Regions from separate parts of the Gossypium hirsutum genome. Here region 2 is linked to region 1. A link is a contact called in public Hi-C data. All regions are on one chromosome and are shown on one strand. Each heading gives the region's core, a stretch centred on a gene start, on an enhancer-like site or on the middle of the called end of the contact. The rest is flanking DNA. Distances are from core to core; before and after follow the strand shown.

Region 1 (2,884 bases), core at 285-2,784:
GACAGAAAAGGGCCTTGTCGCTGTTTCTTCGGGTTGTCCTAAGCTACAGTCGGTTTTGTACTTTTGCCGTCAAATGTCTAATGCAGCTTTAGTCACCATTGCTCAGAACTGTCCGAACTTCACTCGTTTTCGTCTTTGTCTTCTTGATCCAAAAATAGCCGACTACCGGACCCTTCAGCCACTTGATGTAGGTTTTGGAGCCATTGTTGAGCACTGCAAGGATCTGAGACGCCTTTCCCTCTCTGGTCTCCTCACAGATTGTGTGTTTGAATATATCGGGATGCATGCGAAAAAGCTAGAGATGCTGTCTGTGGCTTTTGCAGGAGAAAGCGATTTGGCACTTCATCATGTGCTTTCTGGGTGTGAAAGTCTCCGGAAACTGGAGATTATGAACTGCCCCTTCGGGGACAAGGCTCTATTAGCGAACGCTGCAAAGCTGGAGACAATGCGATCCCTTTGGATGTCTTCTTGCTCTGTGAGTCTCGGAGCATGTAAGATGCTAGGTCAAAAGATGCCCAGGTTGAATATCGAAGTTATGGACGAGAAGGGACCTCCAGATTCAAGAGCAGAAAGTGACCCGGTCGATAAGCTCTACATATATAGATCTGTTGCCGGGCCGAGGTTCGATATGCCTCCATTTGTTTGGACGATGGACGAAGATTTTGCATCAGAGCTCTCTTGAGAATTAGGCAACATGTTAGAAAAAACTCTTTTAATCTCAAGAATCAATGTATCAGGTACATGCTCCTTTATGTTACTCACTATTCCCTTGGCTTAATCTAATTGCAGACCTTATTGAAGGGTGTAAAATGGTTTTGAGCTCCATCGCCGTTCGTTTTAGTAGTGGCTGGCGGAGCCATCGGAAACACAAGGATCGATAAAGAGATGGAAACTCCAGTTGTGGATTAATCAAGAGTTTTTATTTTATTTTATTTGTTTCCCCATAGTTACCATGCATAATGTTGGATGTTTACGTCATTTGTATTATCCTTTTGGGGTAGTAAATCTTAATTATTATCTTTTCTCTCAATGCTCAAATTATGTTTTGGTCCCTCGACTAACCTCATTGAATCTGTATCAAAGCTTTAAGTTCTTAAATATTTTCAACCCTTAAAAAATGATGCATTCATTAACCTTCAATATTTTTGTTTGAATTTCATTGCTATTTTCATTTAAAATTTAATTATTGTCTGAAATTTTTTATTTTGGTGATATTAAAATAGTTATATGCATTTTAATAATATTCGAATTAAATAATATTATTTCTTATTAAACATATGGCGATGTAGTATATGCATATTGGATAAATATTATATCGAAATCATCAAATTATTTGATTGAATTAGAGACAAATGAAAATACAGCAAAAGCAAAAAGATTTAGAAGGATTAATTTTATAAAAATAAATACATATTAGAGGGGCTTGATGTAGAATTGGGCCAATTAGAGGAAGAGATGATGACGATGGGGGCACACACACGTTGGGGCGTAATTTATGAAGGGATAGGGGGATCATGCTTCATCATTAATATTCTCTCTGTTACTTATGATTGTTGCCGCTGACTGCTGATTTCACCTCTTCTCATCACCATCACCATTATTACTAAGCAGAGGGTCAAATTCTTTGAGGTTACAGTGCCTCCAGGATATGGGCGTCAGTGCTTATAATGATGGGCTCACAGTTCTGTTAAAAGTGAACCCCTCATTATTAAAATAATGTTGGTGGTGTCATTACAGACTTATATATTTCTGCAAAATTAATCACATACTACTGCTATTGCTGATAACAATAAGAATGATGCTTTTATCATCACTTTTTGTTGCCTGCCCCCTTTTTATTGGTTTCTATCTTAAAAATTATTATTACGTTTTGAGTAGGGACGTGTCATATCCAAATAAATTCCTATTCTTTGTTTTTATCTTATTTATTAGTATTTCCAAAAAAAATATACGTAAGAACAAAGTATAATAAAATATAATAGTTTAAAGGTTTAAACTGCTGATGGTGGACAATACTGAATTTGAGTAGAGTACAGAAATACCGAATGAATCTCAAGGTACCTAGAACTAACGCCTTCGGTGTCTCCAACCTATAGCAACTACTACTGTCGGATTGATGAGATTATACCATGCAACTATTGGATGTTTGTAGGAGATTTAATTGGAGGTATTAATTTCTTCCTATTCTCTTCCAATTCTTTACATATCAACTATTGTGGTATATTGACATAAAATCTTAGTTGAAATCAAATCTCGAGTTCGATCCGTGATACCCTCATCCAAAAAGAGAAAAAACTAGTTTCCCAGATTTTATGTCTAAACCCTCCAAAAATTGTAATTTGAATTACTTTTTTTTTTCCTGCACAATCTATCAGCTTACAAAGTCGAACAAGGGCACACAGCGATATACAATGATATATTTTTCGAATTTTCAGCTTTCAAGTATTTATATATAAAGTTCTACAAATCAAAATAACATGTACAAAAGCTAAACTCTACAAGTAAAAAACCAACCTGGTATATATACCCTAAAGCTTTGGCTTAAGGAAGAACAACTACAGAAGGGAAAAACATTTTCTAGTAACAAAAAAGCCAACCCAAGTTTACCACAAAGGTTTTCAACGCTTTACCTTTGCGAAACGGCCTTTAATTCTTGTCCTGCTTTCAGCTCGAGCTTTTCTTGATTCATACCTTACGTGCTTATCATATCTGTAATGTTTTCACATAAACAGTGTTTTTCTCAACCAAAAACATTCATCATATGTAAGGTTTTTATGTGTATGTAACATTTCTTTATGAAATAAAATAAAAATGTATGTGTTGGGTTATGTTTTCTAGACTCTGGATATGAGTATGCATGACAAAAAGTATATTCAATACCTAT
Region 2 (2,737 bases), core at 177-2,676, 200 kb after region 1:
CATGCAGCTCAAGTATATTCTTTACAAGGACCTGATGATGATGACAACAATATTAATTTTCAACATCTGAAGTGAATGCATGAGTATCCATAGCTTAAAAGTTGGAAATTTTTCCTGTTCGTGCCCACCAGGAGTATTTGAGGCCTGTGAAAATGATTGACTATCAGCATTTAGAAATGGGCACGTTGAGTAGTCAAAACAATAAATTATGTATCATCCATTTTTCACTCAGGTGCATAAACAAAATAATAGATAAAAAAAAAAGAGCCAGATTTATGCGTAAACATTACTCTTGCTGTTTTGCACTCATTATGTTAGTACAAAAGAATAGATTTGATACCCTCACAAGAATACAAATCTTCAGTAATCCTTAGTACAAAACGACATCAGTAACTGTATCCAGCAATTATACTTGTAACTATAAGAGAAGGGCAACAACAAATTAACCTGGTAACTTGTAGCCTCTTCTGCCTGTTGAACAAAGGCTGTACCCTCAATAGTAACATGCTGCAAAAGAAGAAAAAAAAAACTCAGAAAGAGTCAGTAAAGCTGTAAAGTAACATGAAAAGACGGTCATTTAGCTTGCAGAACAAGTAAACAGAAATTCATACCTGCTTGAATACATTAGCAACAAGATCCAGGCCTTGAGATATTTTATTATAAACCCTGTACGTCCTAGAAAGATCATCCACCTACAGAGCATAAAGTAAGCCAAATAATTTCCTGGTCTACACAGTTACCGAAATAAACAGCGAGAAGAGTAAACATTTCTTGCAAAGAGACGAGGTTGAGCAAAATTTACCTTGTCATCTCTAAACAAAACCTTGATCCCTGAATCCTCCTTTTCAAGTAGTTGGTTAACGTATACGACCAACAACTCATGTTGCACTTTCTACACAAAGAATAAACAGCTATAATTAGAATGCTCTCGGAATTATAGAGCTGTATGCATAGAAACTGTACGTTAACTTGCCTCACATTATTGCGCCTATAGACAATTCACATAATTTCTATTCTACTATCTTACTGACAACTTTCACACATCAAACAAAATTCGTGTATTTCACCTCTTACATGATAACTGCAAAATATAGTTATTTTAAGATGTTTTTACTTTCTAATTCATTCAAGTTCGGGGTGTTTAATAACAAATTCTACAGTAATTGTTTAAATTTCTATTTATTGTTAAATTTATTTGAAATAATTCATTTTTGTTAATTTATATGCTAAAATTAATTTTCAGCCCTAAAAGTGCCTAATAAACTCAGAAGAGGAAAGGGATTGAAATGCACACTTTGATGCCTAACGCTGCAACGTCTCTGTAGCAAAGGACCTACACGATGTGGGCTGATATATTATTATCCTTGGATGCCCCAATTATAATAATTGGACTTCAGAATTCCTCTTGACCCAGCTCTTAAGTGGGTCAACAAAACTGGATAGCCCAACAAAATTGAAAGAGCCCAAATCGTCCACTAGGAAGGAATGAGCCCAAACTGTCCATGAAAACTTTCAACCACCAATCAACCATGAGGGAATCAAGCAACTCTTCCCTTGAATCAAGCACAAATCAATCACATCCTTCCCAAAATAGCGTGACCGTCCACCCACCTTCCTTAATTCAAGGGTAGGCCACCTCTAGAGAGAAAATCAAGGGATTTGGGGCTAAAAATAGCAAGGGGATGTTGGAGCGTTTCTAGTATAAATAAGGAGTCTTTCATCAATCACTCAATCATCCACCATTCATCATTTTTTCTCCTATTTTTCACTCCGCTTAAGTAGTGTGAGTGTTCGATCGAATCGAATGAAAAAAATTTAAATTAATTGAGTTGACGAATATTATTTTATCATCTTAACTCGATTTGAATTTTTTTTTAATAAATTTGAGTGAGATGAAATTTAAATCAAATCGAATCGAATATATTTGTTTGAGTTAAATTAAAAAATAACTTTGGGTCCTTGTATCTAGTGTCATCCACCATAATTAAATTTGCCTACCGTAATCAAATTTATTATTAACTTTAACCCCCTCATAATTTTTTATTAATCTTTAATATACGGGTTAGCTTTTTTGCTTACTTAGTTGCTTCAATTATCTTTTGATTTTTGTCACCATGTATTTTAAAATTAAAAAATATATTAAAATAAAAAATGTGTTTTTTTAATAAAATTTATTTAAAGATAAAATGTGAAATTGATACCAACAAAAAAATTTAACTGAATATTTTATGTCATCATCAATAATTCAATTTTTCAAAAATTGATAAAGATTTAGCATGATTAAATAATTCAATAATATAAATAGTAAAAAAATGTGAAATTTAATTCAATAATATAAGTAGTAGACATAAATTCAAAAAAAAAAGGAGTTTAGGAGGAAGTAAAAGTTTTGGAGGAAAGCAAAAGGAAAAAAGTTTTGGGAGGTTAGGGGAAGTAAAAGTTTTACGGGTTTAGAGGAAGTAAAATTTTTGAGACGAAAGTAAAAGTATTGGAAAAGGTAAAAGGAAAATGGTTTTTGGTGTTTGAGGATGTAAAATTTTTGGGGAAAGTAAAAAGGTTTGACTTTTGAGAGGGGGTTTGAGGGAGAAAGGAAGTAAAATGTTTGATATTTAGTTTATTCGAATTATTCGAATTTAAAAATTCAACTCAAAATTTGAAAAATAAATTCGAGTTTATTTGATTAATTCGATTCGAATGATTCAAAATTCAAACTTTTTTTTCGATTTTTTTGAGTTGA

Evidence for each region. Hi-C and Micro-C count contacts between places; a contact is called where the count stands out from the background.
Region 2: a contact with region 1 is called in a Hi-C map of leaf, with 4 times the contacts expected there. The contact joins two enhancer-like sites. A contact is called at or near these places in 6 of 34 Hi-C or Micro-C datasets (anther, hypocotyl, leaf and 1 more).

Annotation. Positions count from the first base shown.
Region 1 is chrD08:45,717,462-45,720,345 of Gossypium_hirsutum_v2.1, forward strand. It overlaps LOC121220114 (protein TRANSPORT INHIBITOR RESPONSE 1), which reads left to right. Exons shown (of 3, transcript XM_041099302.1): 3 at 1-1,030. The coding sequence ends at 682. It overlaps LOC121220115 (zinc finger protein CONSTANS-LIKE 13), which reads right to left. Exons shown (of 4, transcript XM_041099304.1): 4 at 2,408-2,709. The coding sequence ends at 2,619. Among protein-coding and RNA genes, the nearest start is that of LOC121220114, 3.8 kb to the left of the region's middle. Within about 2 kb of position 1,535, at least 6 of the 9 cell types and tissues checked have an H3K27ac peak or open chromatin away from gene starts, as enhancers often do. A contact at or near this core is called in hypocotyl and leaf, where this site is marked.
Region 2 is chrD08:45,921,760-45,924,496 of Gossypium_hirsutum_v2.1, forward strand. LOC107915213 (cullin-1) reads right to left here. Exons shown (of 19, transcript XM_041098196.1): 7 at 803-892; 8 at 612-692; 9 at 448-507; 10 at 118-144; 11 at 1-34. Among protein-coding and RNA genes, the nearest start is that of LOC107910210, 3.6 kb to the right of the region's middle. Within about 2 kb of position 1,427, at least 3 of the 9 cell types and tissues checked have an H3K27ac peak or open chromatin away from gene starts, as enhancers often do. A contact at or near this core is called in hypocotyl and leaf, where this site is marked.